4 separate regions of the Sus scrofa genome follow, and regions 2, 3 and 4 are each linked to region 1. A link is a contact called in public HiChIP or PLAC-seq data. All regions are on one chromosome and are shown on one strand. The core of a region is the stretch at or near the end of the contact, and the rest is flanking DNA. Distances in the headings are between cores, read along the strand shown. Region 1 holds the start of LOC100523310 (guanylate-binding protein 6). Region 2 holds the start of LOC100737600 (DBIRD complex subunit ZNF326). Region 3 holds the start of GTF2B (transcription initiation factor IIB). Region 4 holds the start of KYAT3 (kynurenine--oxoglutarate transaminase 3).

Evidence for each region. HiChIP or PLAC-seq counts read pairs in DNA pulled down with a chosen protein or histone mark.
Region 2: a contact with region 1 is called in an H3K27ac HiChIP or PLAC-seq map of alveolar macrophages. The contact joins the promoter of LOC100737600 here to the promoter of LOC100523310 in region 1. A contact is called at or near these places in 3 of 5 promoter capture datasets (fetal liver, liver and skeletal muscle), 3 of 47 Hi-C or Micro-C datasets (heart right ventricle, retroperitoneal adipose tissue and skeletal muscle) and 1 of 2 datasets of contacts at active chromatin or transcription factors (alveolar macrophages).
Region 3: a contact with region 1 is called in an H3K27ac HiChIP or PLAC-seq map of alveolar macrophages. The contact joins the promoter of GTF2B here to the promoter of LOC100523310 in region 1. A contact is called at or near these places in 1 of 5 promoter capture datasets (liver) and 2 of 2 datasets of contacts at active chromatin or transcription factors (alveolar macrophages and skeletal muscle).
Region 4: an H3K27ac HiChIP or PLAC-seq map of alveolar macrophages shows a contact between it and region 1. The contact joins the promoter of KYAT3 here to the promoter of LOC100523310 in region 1. A contact is called at or near these places in 5 of 5 promoter capture datasets (fetal liver, fetal skeletal muscle, liver and 1 more), 25 of 47 Hi-C or Micro-C datasets (adipose tissue, alveolar macrophages, blood and 14 more) and 2 of 2 datasets of contacts at active chromatin or transcription factors (alveolar macrophages and skeletal muscle).

What each region holds. Positions count from the first base shown.
Region 1 is chr4:127,175,527-127,179,063 of Sscrofa11.1, reverse strand. It overlaps LOC100523310 (guanylate-binding protein 6), which reads right to left and starts at 1,727. Exons shown (of 11, transcript XM_005663706.3): 1 at 1,498-1,727.
Region 2 is chr4:126,702,413-126,705,949 of Sscrofa11.1, reverse strand. LOC100737600 (DBIRD complex subunit ZNF326) reads left to right here and starts at 1,967. Exons shown (of 9, transcript XM_021090831.1): 1 at 1,967-2,077. LOC110260386 (DBIRD complex subunit ZNF326-like) reads left to right here. Exons shown (of 4, transcript XM_021090293.1): 4 at 1-3,537.
Region 3 is chr4:127,520,781-127,524,317 of Sscrofa11.1, reverse strand. GTF2B (transcription initiation factor IIB) reads right to left here and starts at 1,516. Exons shown (of 7, transcript XM_001929406.6): 1 at 1,364-1,516. The coding sequence starts at 1,380.
Region 4 is chr4:127,449,802-127,453,338 of Sscrofa11.1, reverse strand. KYAT3 (kynurenine--oxoglutarate transaminase 3) reads right to left here and starts at 1,864. Exons shown (of 14, transcript XM_001929384.5): 1 at 1,783-1,864.

The DNA.
Region 1 (3,537 bases), core at 478-2,977:
AGAGGTAATGTGGGAAAATGAAAGAGGTTTCGATAATAAGATCAGATACCATAAGCTTATGTCTGAGTGCAGCATGCAACACAAAAGAGGATTTCAGCACATGTCTGTTGAATTAGATGGAGGCTGATCTGCAGGAATTGCACTGAACAGGTCAGTCCGTCGCAGGACGCTTTTCAACACAGACTGTAGACCTCGAGGGACTAAGAAACAAGGTCCACAAAGAAAGCAGCCAAGTCAAACACTGCCCCTGCCCCAGCTCCTTTCGGCTCGTTCTTCCGCGTGGGGCGTCAGAATACACAGAGGTAAAGCACGAGCCCCGGAGCCCTTCTAAGGAGACAACGAGGAAGCTGCAGGAAGATGCAAGAGGAGCAACTGCAGCCAGGTCTGTCCTCCCTCCACCATTCAACCCCGAATCAAAACCGCCCACCACTCGCAGGACTAGAAATAGACGGAAGGGGGGGTCACCATGCCCTGGGGGGTGCCCCTCGCTCCGAGCATGCGCACTCTTCTCCGAGCGAGTCCTTTCCCTTTTGCTCGCTTGGCTCCTAAAGACACAGACACACTCCACCCCAAAGAAGCAAAACAGCTCCGTGATTTCTTAGCTGTGAATGAGCCACAGAATTTTAAGCTTCAAATTCACAAAATGCAGCTTTTCAGTCCTGCTCAGGATTGGTTTTCAAAATTTGATCTGCAGAAGAATCATCTAAAGGGATTGTTAAATCCAGACTTATACATGTTCTAAATGCGAAAAATGACTAAATAACCAGAATATAACCATGGAAAACCAACCCGCAAATACAAGAGGGAGGGGGAGAGAGAGAACTGGGGCGGGGGGCGGGGAGCTGGGGAGAGAGAAAGAGGAAGAGAAAGAGTGTTTTGATGAGACTGTCATCTTTTCTGGCTGCCCCCCACCCCCCCGGGACAGGTGGAAGTTCCCCAGCCAGGGTTCGAACCCACTCTGCAGGAGCAACCCGAGCCACTTCAGTGACAACGCCAGAGCCTTAACCCATGCTCCACAAGGGAACTCCAGAGATGGTGATTTTTAACTAATAAAGCTCAGCACTGTGGGGACCAAATTTGTCTCTACAGAGATATTCACAAAGCTCTCACTGTGAAGCTTTCGGAAGTATGACTAATAGAAAGATGAAAATGAAACTACCTCTTTACATGATAAGTCCTATAACCTCCTTGGCAGGAACTGTCTTATTCTCTGAATTCTATTGCCAGTCGCCGAGCTTGAAAGCAGGGCAGACAACTCCCATGAGGACCCTGCCAAGGAGCAGGACAGCCAGGAGGACACACGGTGCCTGACCCTCATTTTGCCGCCCCTGCTGGTCCAGAGAAGCTGAACCTCCCCCACCGCCACCCCCACCCCACCCTTGGATTAAAGCCAGCCTCAGACCCCTGCCCTCCAGACACCAGGACTCCTGTCCTTCCTCGGTTGTCACTTTGAGTCCGAAATCAACCTTGGTTTGCACACGAAAGAGAGGGACATACCTGCTCCACCCCCAAGGGTCCAAGAATGGTTCCGGTGGCCTGTCTCACTTGTTCCTTCCACCTCTCTCTCCCTCCAGTGTCAAGGCTAAAAAAGACTGAACAAGCTCGTCCTCTCTCCCAGTAAAGAGCTGTCTTCAAAGTGAAAATGAAAGTGATCCGTGCTGCTGTTGCCTTCGCAGAGTCACGCCAGGAGCACCGAGCACAGCACCAACGGGGGTGATGGCGCAGGGTGAGAGGAGGCTGCGAAAGGCCAGTGCTCAGCATCACCTCTGAGCACACGCCCCAGCTTTCCTTGGGCCTCCCCACGTGTAAGTTTGCTTAGGGTGGCACAAGTTCCCTTGGCAAACAGGAAAGGAGAAAATCATGGCACAAATGTTAGCAAAATTGTATAAGCCAAGCATATCTCAAGCATTTTTCTCTTAGTGTGGATCCCTGGATGCCCTTGTTCATGAAGAGCTCTTAAAATTTTAAATCTGGAGGTCCCGTCGTGGCTCAGCGGAAACGAGTCTAACTAGCATCCATGAGGATGCAGGTTTGATTCCTGGCCTCACCCAGTGGGCTAAGGATTCATTGTTGCTGTGGGCTGTGGTGTAGGTCACAGATGTGGCTCTGATTGGACCCCAGGCCTTGGAACCTCCATATGCAGCAGGTGCGGCCCTGAAAAAAAAAAAAAAAAAAAAAAAAAAAAAAAAAGACTGCAGTTGCAACAGTTCTTTCCTGTCTCTCATACAACAATTTCTCCTCTCGTTGGACCTAAAAAGCAATTAAAAAAGAAAAGGTGGAGAAGAACTGGTAGAAACAGACACTACAATTTACATAATTCTACTATAGCATACAGAATCTATAAACTCTACCAAACTGTAACATGCAAGACAAATTCTCTAGGCTCCAACATCAGCTTCCCAGGGAAGAAGCACAGGCCAAATCTAAGACACAAAGGCTAACAGACACTGCCACCACGTGGTAACTCAAAAATCATAATTTATCTGGTAAGAGAGGAATTTTCCTGTGAAAAGTACTTGACTGAACTCACCCATATCTCACATCATGCAATACTAATTTTGCCTCTTATGTGTTTCCTAATATTGACTATAATATAGGTTTTTAAAGGTTAATTGTAATGGGAGTTCCCGTCGTGGCTCAGTGGTTAACAAATCCGACTAGGAACCATGAGGTTGCGGGTTCCATCCCTGGCCTCCCTCAGTGGGTTAAGGATCCGGCGTTGCCGTGAGCTGTGGTGTAGGTTGCAGACGCGGCTCGGATCTTATGTTGCTGTGGCTCTAGTGTGGGCCGGCAGCTACAGCTCCGATTACACCCCTAGCCTGGGAACCTCCATATATGCTGTGGGTGCAGCCCTAGAAAAAGGCAAAAAGATGAAAAAAAAAAAAAGGTTAATTGAGATGAAGAGAGAAGTAGTGAGGTCATAAGCTCTGATGAAGAGAATGTTTCCTCTTGGGTTTTCCTTCCCAGAAAAAGAGACTTGGATGCACATAGTTATCTGAGAAGTGACGGCAGGAAGCCAGAGGAAGGGAGAAGGGGGAAAGGGAGAGTAGGAGAGAGAAAGTGGAAAAGTCAAAATTCGAATTATTGAGCTGGTTACCGTTACACGTCCCAGCATGCATGTTCTGAAGAACTCCTCGAGTGCACTTCACAAGTGTCCCTTGGAGGGGTGCTGGGAGGATGTGACCAAGTGTCCCTTGGAGGGTCAAGGTTCCGGCGTTGCCGTGAGCTGTGGTGTAGGTCGCAGATGCGGCTCAGATCCAGCGTTGCTGTGGGTGTAGTGTAGGCTGGCAGCTGCAGCTCTAATTCGACCCCTAGCCTGGGAACCTCCATATGCTGCAGGTGCAGCCCTAAAGTAGCGGGGGCAGGGGAGCTACCAAACCATAGTGTGTAATTCAGTCCATAGTTTTTAGAAGAGACCACATTCCTAACGATAACTCATCAGGGGCCCCTGATGCCCAGAATGAAGGCCAACCTGGACACCTGAGAGGGCCCATTCTGATCCCACCTGCTGAATCCAGGAGTGAGAGGCTTGCCCTC
Region 2 (3,537 bases), core at 718-3,217, 470 kb after region 1:
CACTTAGCCAGTCTAGCAACATTAAGTTTCTGAGAAACATTTAAGCTAGTTTTTTCTTTTAATTTTAAATTAAGTTTCAAGAGCATATAATAATGATAAAAAGCGTGGTTTAAATCTCGTCGAGGTCATTTCTTGGCAGGTACTTAACACCAGAAACACATGTGCTCTAGACCAGAAGCCTCATGTTGAAGCCATGAGTACTACACTTGTGCTTATTCTAATGCACTGCAGTTCAGATTGTCCATGCGTTTCACTGTGGATGCTGCGTAAGACCTACACCTAGTGGGATTCCTACAGACTCTAGGACCGATCCTGTTTCAGGCCGAGGGAGTCTACTTTCTGAGGCACAGGAGTCCTACTAAATATAAGTAGACCTGGTTAGGAAACATTTGAAGCTACTGTCCTTCATAAATTGAAGGATCTGGATTCCTTAAGGATGGATTGAATGATGCCGACTTTTCTTTTTTTCTGCTTCAAGTGTACCATTTTGGTTCATAGCAGAGAAAAATCAAGCAAATAGATAGATCCACCAATTTGGCTTAAGTGATAGATGGTTTGAAAAATCTAGTCGGAAAAAAGGAGTAATTTTTACACGGGTACTAGGATTCAGAAATAAATAGTACCTTCGATTCAGTGACCTGTAAATAACTGAGGCAACGTAAGCCATCTACGTGTGTTTCCGTATCAGCTCCTGCCTGTCACATAGTGCACGTAAGCACATGCGTAAAGGTGCGGAGAAGTTCTCACCTTGCGCATGTGTAACCGTGGGCCTTTTAAAACAACACCGTAGGATAAGCAGCCTTCGTAATTCATGCTTTGGTGAGGAGGAAGCTGGTTTCTTCTGTTGACTCTATTGAAACCTTGAGGAGACTGTGTGCTCCTCTTTTAGAGTAGTTTTATGTGATAATTTTCTGCCAGGGAACAATTTTTCAAATAATCAAAGACGTCATAAAATGTATTCTTTCTAATCTGCCTTGAAAATTCATATGCGTAGGATATATGTTGGTGGTCTTTTATGTTCTATTTTATGTGCTTAATCCTTCTAGACTTGTTAGATTTATTAGCCTATAAGTGAAAAGTGACTGAGGATTGATTATTGACTGTAACTGAAGTTTTATAACCACATAATGCTCCCAATTTTGACTGCTATAGATGCAATGAAGCAGTTTTGTGATATAGATTATGGGGGTACGAACGGATCTTTTCTGTGTCACAAATAGCCTACATCTGTGTAGTCTTCAATTTGTGTCCCTACTGAAAGCCAAAGTATTGTAACTATTTTGTATTTTCTAATATCAGGGGTGGATTCAAAGAAAGTTTGAGTAGTTTGTGAACGTTAGCAAATGACTTTTTCCAAGACTAGGGCTGGGCTTCGATAATGACAGACAAATCGTTCCTTTTAACAAAGTAGAAAGCTGCCAAAAGCAGACGTCTAAGCCAAGGTTTACTTGACTCAATTCATATCCAAACACTGACTCAGATAGCTTTCTATCTGGTCTCATGCTGAAGTGCCCAGCCCTAATCAAGTGTGAACCAAAGCAGAACTGTGCAAACCAGTATGTGGTAAATGCATTTTGGTTGATAAATGTCATCTGATAATTTGTCTTTTGAATATTGTCTAACACTAGTAAGCTTACTTTTGTTTTTTCCCTCACTGTGCAACTCTTCCAGGTTTGGACCTTATGAGTCTTACGACTCCAGGTCTTCTCTGGGTGGGCGAGATCTGTACAGATCTGGCTATGGTTTTAATGAACCCGAACAAAGCCGCTTCGGAGGTAGTTATGGTGGTCGATTTGAGAGCTCCTACCGGAATAGCCTTGACTCTTTCGGAGGTAGAAGCCAGGGCGGGTCTAGCTGGGAAGCACCTTACTCCCGTTCAAAATTGAGGCCTGGGTTTATGGAGGACAGAGGAAGAGAGGGTTGCTCTTCCTACAGCAGTTTTTCTTCACCCCATATGAAGCCTGCACCTGTAGGCTCTCGGGGGAGAGGAACGCCTGCTTATCCTGAAAGTGCGTTTGGAAGCAGAAACTATGATGCTTTTGGAGGACCATCAACAGGCAGAGGCCGAGGCCGAGGAGTAAGTACAACAGAATCTTTTCAGATTCTTTTCACTAGTCACTCTTTTAAACCCTTTCAAGACCATGGTTTGCAACTAGAACAAACACTGTTCATCCCAGTGTGTTGTGAAGCCAAAGCTAAGTCATGAGCATAATTGTTAGGTCGCCTGTACAAGTTTCTCTAGCACCTCAGAAAATACGTGGCAGTGTGAGAGGACCTCCTAAAGTTTTGCCAGCTCTCCCTTTATTCAAAAGGTGAGGACATCAGGTTTGGTCTAAAAGGGGTTAAAAGGAGTTGCATTTTGCCTTGTAAACACTAGCAGTTCGCTGGTGGGACAGCGCTTGGACTGCTGCAAAGTAATGAACCTTGGAGTTTCTGAGTAGGTTAAAGGTGCAATGTATGATCACACGTGTCTGCCTTGCTGCTAAACTCTGGCACGTAGAATTTCTTCAGAGCTTCATGTTTCCCATGAAGCACGAGAGACTCAAAGTCGGTGACAGATGAGGGCAGTGTCGCCATGTTTACATGGTGAAGACCTTGAAACGCTAGTGGGTTGTAGATGATTTGCGGTCAGTTCCATTTTGCTAACTCACTCTCTGACAGTGTGTCCTACTGCTGGGTGTTGTGTTTTCCCTGTGTCACTAGTTTTCCTATTGAGAAATAACTTCCTCCCTGTACAAACATGTGTATGCTCCTTCCAAGGAAGTAATATTTTGTAAATTACTGCTTAAACCGGTAAATATACTAGTCTTTACGAATGTAATTTTAGGATGTGTAGGATAAGGATTCTGCCTTACATTCTTAGGTAGCTTGGTTGACATGAAATTTTTCCTAGGAAGTATATGTAGATTGTGGAGTTACTATGTCGTTTGATCCTATAAAGAATACTGTATTTTTGCTATAATGTAAATTTTTTTTTTTTTTTTGTCTTAAACAGTCAGTTGCTCTTAGTGTTCTCTTTGCAGAGGAAAGTACTTCTGATGAAAAACGTAGTAGGGCACATATTTTGGACTGTTTACTAGCCTTTGGTACCTCAGTGTAGTCTGTCATCCTTGTCTAGAAATTTTGCATTTATAACAGTTACTCTTTACTTATATAAAATGCATTGCACCTTTAATGGCTAATTAATGAAGATTTTTCTGATGTGACTATGTAAATTACCTGGAAACACTAAATGATTCAAGGTTACTAGGTTAGACAGGTGTTCCTAAGCATAATACACAGGTGTCAGCAACTGCTGTGTTGCTAGTCCACCATGCCTTACGATCGTGGATTAATTGAAAATAGTTGGGGTAATAGGTTTTGGGCTTCGAAATTGAAAATCGATTCCAGTTTTAAAAATTTGGAAAACAGTTAACATTTTCCATGCTATTACTTTAGGCAAATGATTTTTTTCTTAATGAGACTCCAAATGTCAGTTTTGTTTTCACGATAGAGAAGCAGGTATTCCAGTCCTTTATTTTCACCATTCTGGTCTGA
Region 3 (3,537 bases), core at 267-2,766, 350 kb before region 1:
CATGCCCCGAGAAACGTATTTCAAGGACGTTTTTAACAAATGGAGACAATGAGGGCACAGAGAGGACACGTGCCATGTGTTCTTTCAGTAAAAAATCCATCCAGTGAATGTGCTGCATCCAGCTGCTACAACATTTCCTTCAAACACAAGTTTCTGCTCTGTTATCTACAAAAGCCCCACTGTGACCCCCTTTCCCACCGACTGCCCCAGCAGACTGTCAGCTGTTTTCAGGTGTCTTTGGGAAGCTCGTTCTCCATTTACCTACAAGGAAGCCTTACCTGACAGAGCCACACCCAGACAGAACGTTCAATCCCAGAAGTACAATCAGTAAACAAGTGTCACTGGCTTTGAGAGCTGCCTCCAGTTGTTTTAGCTAAAGCCCTCTCCTCCTCCCTCCTTGCTGAAATACAGCAACAAAAAGTAATGGGCCTTGGCCGTCACCAGAAAGGGCCTGGATTTCTCCAGCTTCCTATTTTGTGATAATGGCTTTCACAGGGAATTCAACGCCACAGACGATACCAAGCTCAGAAAAATCATGCCAGAGGTGCCTGTCTTCTAGAAGCTACAGAACTGGATTTGATACTTTCAATACATTCTGAGTAACGAGAGGCCAAGTACGGTAACAGAAAAGAGACGCTACACTGTTCTCACATTAACCTCGGAAGAGACACCACTGGTACGACTCGGTGTATTTACGCTTGGGCACAAACCCTAGTATCTACCTCACAGTGGTCACGAGGGAGGCAATTAGGGTCTGCAAGCATTTCTCAGGTCACAGGACTAAGGGCCGTCTCCATGGCACTGCATCCATTTCCTGCAGATTGGACTACACCACGCTCAAAACCTACAGAAGAGAGGCTTCCCCGCACACGTCGGTCGTCTTCCGCAGGCAAGCCTTTCCGGAGCAGAACGCAGAAGACGTGCGGACAGGAGCCTCCCACGAGAGAACGCAGCCTCGCTCAGAAAGGCCCCGGCTCCCACCGCGCACCTGCGGGACGCCAGGGACGGCCGTCCGCCCCAACCCTCCGGCTGTCAGGTCGCCGGCGGCCTGGACCTGACCCTTCCCGCTCTTCGGGGAGGAGGAGTCACGGCCCCTCGGGCTGGTGGAGCCGCAGACGGAAAACAGGCCAAGAAGTTAGCCGAACAAGACAGGACGGCTGGACCAGCTGCAGAGGACGCGAGGCCGGGGCCGGGACCCGGGAGCCCCAGACAGGGAAGCGCCGGCGGCCGGTACCCCGCGCCGCCCCCGCGTCGGGAAGCGCCTTTGTCCCGGCGGCCGGCCGCCCGCCGCCTGTCCCCGCACCCCGGCCCTGGGGGCCCGCCCGCCGCCCGGCCTCGGCTGCCCGGCCCCCCGCAGGCTCACCGGCTGGTCGACGCCATCTTCACGGCCCCTCCGGCTCCCGACCGGCGACGACGACGGACGCCCGCAAACAGGAAGCGCTTGCGGCGACGAGACGCGGCGAGCCGAGCTTTTATAGGCGAGCCGTCCACGCAGGCGTCATCGGGCGCGGCTACGGGTCGGGAGAAGGGCCAAGAAAGTGAGCTCCTGGACGCCACGTGCTTTGCGTTTTCTCATTTTCCTTTTCGGTCTCGGTGGTTTCCCGGTCGCCGGCACATCGAGGCAACTACTCAGGAAAACGCTCAAGGGCCCCAGCAAACGGGCTACACCTGACACCCTCAACTTGGCTGGGTCAAAACACCAGGACAACCCGGGCTTTGGAGGGGGCAAAGCCCTCACCCCCCAGGGCTAACCACCCCTCCCCCGCCGGGAGTCGGCGCTCAGCTCTTACTTGCCCAGAGGGCGATTCCACCTAGGTATTTGGAATAAAGAGGAATGCACTTAGGTCAGCCCAGATGTCAGTTCAGGCTCAGTCATCCCCTAGCAAGCTGTGTCTTCCTTCGCCCTTCGCACCTGGGGGCAAGAGGCAATAGCATCTGCCTTGTGTACCCTTTTAGAATTGGCAGGAGATGAAACAAACTGTGGGAGAGCATTGTGCACCCGTGAGGCAGGGAGATGCGGGCCTTACCTTCCTGTTGTTGTCATGGTCTTTGCAACTTGGGCATAGCTGAAATACAGAGAATTTACCAGAACGTTCAGATACCCCAAAAGTCCCTAAATTTATTAAATACCCAAACTAATGGCACAAAATTAATAAAAACAACAGCAACACTATCACTACGTCGTTGAAAACAAACTACCCTTGGCCCAGTGGGAATAGAGGGAAAAGGGTTTCTGTGGGGATGAGCACTTAGAATACTGCGGCTGCTTTGTTCTTTGGGGCATGGAACTGACACCACTGGGCAAACGTTGTTTCCTTGAAAGGTGGGGAAGTCTTGCTTCCTTAGAAAGAAAAAGGTGTGTAAGAGGGAGAAGTTTAGGAACTCATATAGGAGTGGGGATGGGGGAGCTTTTTTTTTGGTCTTCCCAACTAACTCTGCAATTAAAAACCCTGACTATTTTTGTGGGGGCTTTTCTCCCACAATATCTGGTAAAGCTTCAAAACACCAGAGTTCCCGTCATTGCTCAGCTGTTGACGAACCTGACTAGCATCCATGAGGAAGCCGGTTTGATCCCTGGCCCTGTTCAGTGGGTTAAGGAGCTGGCACTGCTGTGGCTGTGATGTAGGTGGGCGGCTACAGCTCCGATCTGACCCCTAGCCTGGGAACCTCCATATGCTGCCGGTGCGGCCCTAAAAAGCGCACACACAAAAAGCCAATTCATCTCAGCTGTGCCAAATGTTACCAGGAGAGGGCTTGCAGGTGCTGCGCCCCAATCTGGCAGAAGTTTCCATAGCAGAGCTTCTTGCCTTGGGAGAAGGGTGAGAGGAGGAGGAAGGGAACCAGGGGGGCACTCTTGAGCGTGAAGATAAGGACCCACCACCCGGTGGTTTAGGGTGGGCATTACATGAAGGAAGAAGCTATCAGAGAAAGTGAAACCCCAGAGGAGGGAAGCTGGGCAACTGGTTAAATTACACCTGCCCCACCTGAAGAATCTCTTATCTGTCATAACCTACTTAGGATGACTTTTATATTAAAATAGAAGCAGCTTAGGTAGGCCATTCCTTCTTCTCTTGTTAGTATAGCGTTGGCAATTTACAAAGCATTTCATCAACATTATCCCACTTAATCTTTGTATCTGATCCTGAGATTGAAACACACAGACTTGGGGTTTTGTCACCTAGGAGTCAATGACCTAGACTAGCATTTACCAAAACTTAGGAGTTGTTCATATAATCATTTTTATTTAACTTAATGATGTGAATTAATTAACCTGATTTATTTCAATCAATTATTTAAACTAACTCACTTTTTAAAAAAATCTTCTTTTTAGGGCCGCACTCAGGGCATATGGAGGTTCCCAGGCGAGGGGTTGAATTGGAGCTACAGCTGTTGGCCTACACCACAGCCACAGCAACGCTGGATCCGAGCTTCGTCTGTGACCTACACCACAGCTCACGGCAATGCTGGATTCTTAACCTGCTGAGCTAGGCCAGGGATCAAACCCGCATCCTCATGGATACTAGTCCGGTTCTTAAC
Region 4 (3,537 bases), core at 615-3,114, 270 kb before region 1:
GCTTAGTATGATAATCTCTAGATCCATGTATGAAATAGACTTTTTGAGAAGCACTTAAAAAAATTTTTTTTTTCTTTGCTTTTTAGGGCCGCACCTGCAGCACATGGAGATTCCCAGGCTAGGGGTCCAATCGGAGGTACAGGTGCCAGCCCTACACCACAGCCACAGCCACGCCAAATCCGAGCTGCATCTTTGACCTACACCACAGCTCACGGCAATGCCAGATCCTCAACCCACTGAGCAAGGCCAGGTTTCGAACCTGCGTCCTCATGGATCCTAGCTGGGTTTGTTAACCGCTGCACCACGATGGGAACTCTGAGGAGTGCTTTTCTAAAGCAATGAACATTCCATGTGCATACTGACCAGTAAGCTCAATGAATAAATAAACTGGGATGGCACAGAACAGAAAAGGTGGAGGAAATCGAAAAGTATGTGGCTTTTAATTCTAAACAATATTTTCATTGTGTTTCTCATTTACCCTTAAAAACAATATTCTGTGAAGGAAATCATGAATCATGGTGATCTAATAAAACTGATTATGGCATATAGTATATCTAGGATTAACTCCGCAGTCATATACCCATGATCAAGAGAAAACTGTGCTATTATCTCTGGAGGAGATGGTTTAAAATGAAGATACAGAAGATATGTATGGCATAGCTGGGGGTGACCTGAGGCTGAGAAGGCTGATGAATTGTTGGAGGATCCAGGGCGAAAGGTGAGTAAAGCCGTCAAAAGAACTGTGAGACGTTTGAAGCTGTAGACTTCAATCCAAATGATCAGTGGATAATGACTTTGCATGTGGGAAGGAGAGGCAGAAGGAATCAGTTGATAATGTCACAAAGTCCAGGATGTTCAGGTTAACTGCAAGCTCAAGGAAGATTAAGGTGCGGTGACAGTGAAAAGAGGTAGTGCTAATTAATGCACAAACCTGGTTAAGAGTTACCACAAACAGCTTTATTTCTGCTTCATGCTCTGGACTTTAGTCCACTTCTACAGCCATGTCATCGGAGCAAGAGTGGGGAAAATCAGGTAGGTTTAGCTGGCACAAGACAAGTTAGGACACGTGCTTTTGCAAGTTTCTGAAAAGCTGTTTTGTGAAAAGGGAGTCCGGGTAACTTATTACAAATTTCGTAGAAGGCAGCAACAGGTCTGACTGGTGTTTAAGTTGCAGCAGCTGGGTCTCAGGCCCAGGGGAGCTAGGACTTTGTACAGGGGGCTGTGGAAGGAGCAGCTGCCAAGTTCCTCCCTCAGGTAGCAAAGAAGGAGCCTGCAAGACGGAAAAATTGGGTGGCAGGCGCCAAAAGCAACAAATTGGACAGCTTTCCGCTCTGATTGAGAAACTATGGGCTCCCCTAAGAGTCGTTTCTGCGGCAAGTTGACAGCTGTTTTCCTTCGCATGAAGAATCCCCACTGCTGCCAACTGGAGTGGGCGTCAGCTTCCCTCACCGTCCACGAAGTGCCCCAACTGCCAAATCCAGCGCGAAAGGGGCGGACGAGGAGGGGCCCAGGGTCCCACCCGCAGGCCAAGCACCTCGGCGCCTCCTCCGCAGCAAACTCCTCCAGGCCCGCGTGGGCCGTATGCACCGGCCGCGCGCCCCGGAGCCGGACACGAGTCCAATCCTGAGCCGAGTCCAGCCCGGCTCTTCCTCCCACCCCGCAGGCGCGGCCCCCGCGCGCACCCAGCGGCCCCCTCCCTCCCGCCTCCTCTCGCGGCCCCGCTCGCGGAGCCCAGGCGGCCACGGCCTCCCCGCACCCGTACCTTACCGACGCGCCACTCACATCCCTTCCGCGAACACCTCGCTTTCCGTGGCCCAAGTCCCGCGAGAACTGGAGAGTGCGTCGGGGCGCTCCGACGTGGGGCGGGGCCTGGCCGGGAGTCAGAGCGCGGATTGGCTGAGGGTCAGCCGGGTAGTGGGCGGGGCACCGTCGGACGGGGAAGCGACCCGGAGGAGAGGAAGAGGGAAGGGAGATGTGGCCGGGGATGGGCTGCGGGCTCGGCCCCTCCGGACCGACAGGATGGGGATGGAGGCCAGACGAGTGTGGGGCAGGATCCGGGCTGCGGGACGTGGCTCCTCCGGGTAAGGGGGGCGGGGCGGGGTCTTGAATGTGGTCCGAGATGGGGTGCGACGCTGAGGTCCGGAGCCCTAATTGGAGGTGTGTGATGGGTTGGGTTGGCCCAGTGATAGGACGCGGGCAGATTTGGAAGGAAAAGCCGGTTGTCGGGTCCCAGGGCTTAGGCGAGGGGAGGGTTGTATTTATCGAGATGTTAGCCGGTGCAGAGAGGGCAAGGCTAAGGAGAGTGTGCAGAAGGGCGCGTGGGTGTATTTATCTCCTGGGGTGGGGGTGAGAAAAAAAGCAGAGAGGAATTTACGTTCCTGAACAGTAAAAGCGGGTGTGATCAGAGGACAGAATGAAGGGGCCGTGGAACTGAGGAGGAAAATCAATGACAGTTTAAAAGGGAAGGAAAATCGGCCAAGAGAAACAGGAACACCACGAATTACTCGTTTTTGAAGGCGGTGTTAGCAAAAGGAGAGCCTTGTATTAAGCATCGAGCTTCATGCTTCAATTTTCTTCCTTTCCAATTTTAAGAAGATGGGAGGATAGAAGGAGTGGGAGGGGAGGTAGCATTGTTATTCACGTCCGGAGGAAAGGAGAGAGATAACTTTTGGTTGAACTAGGTTCGCCGAGTTTCAGAGGCGGATGGAAAATTGGCTGTGTGCAGTTGGGAATCTCACCCCTAGATCGTGAGCTACTGTCAGGGCATTCGTTTGTCAATACTCTTCAACCAAAAGGCCACCAGGAGCACAACTGCAGTCCAAAAGCTGGTTTTATAACTTTACAAAGAGGGAGAAAACACACCTTGGGAACCTTGGGTCGTTTGAATAATAGAGTGTTAGAAGAGATCCCTATTCAGGGATCCCTATTAATGGATCTTGTCTGTTATGCCCCTTCCTCGTAGTCAGAGACTGACTGATGCTGATGTCCTTTTAGATTGCGGTACTTTCCTGGAGGAGCTCCGCCATCCGTGCCTCCCAACAGTGAAGTCTTAATGGTAAGTGTTTGCTCAATTTCTGATGCCAGGTACGGTGTTTCTTTTTCTCACGTGTAACATGCATGAATTGAGAACAGAGGTGCACAGGCTTCTGGGGGAAATGGGCAGAGAGAGCGTGTGTCTCCAACCTTTAAGAGGAAGAAAAGGCCAGAGACAAGCAAATGTGTATGATGGTTTGAAATGGTGTTGAGTGCTGTGGACGAAGCCGTGAGGATGGGAGACTGCGGGTCGTTTAATTAGGAGAGTCAGAAAAGGCTTCTTTTGAGGAGGGAACAGTGGAACCCAGAACTGAATGATGAAGAGACGACTTTGCCAAAAATGATTCTGGACAGAAAAATGGCAGTTGAAAAAGCCTTGGTATGGGAGCAAACTGGGCATGCAAGGACGAAGAGGGAGACCCCTGTGTCTAAAGCACAGTCATCCAGGGCTACGCGCTTCCAGATTGGGGTGGGGGGGAAGACAGGACCAGATCATGCAGAGCC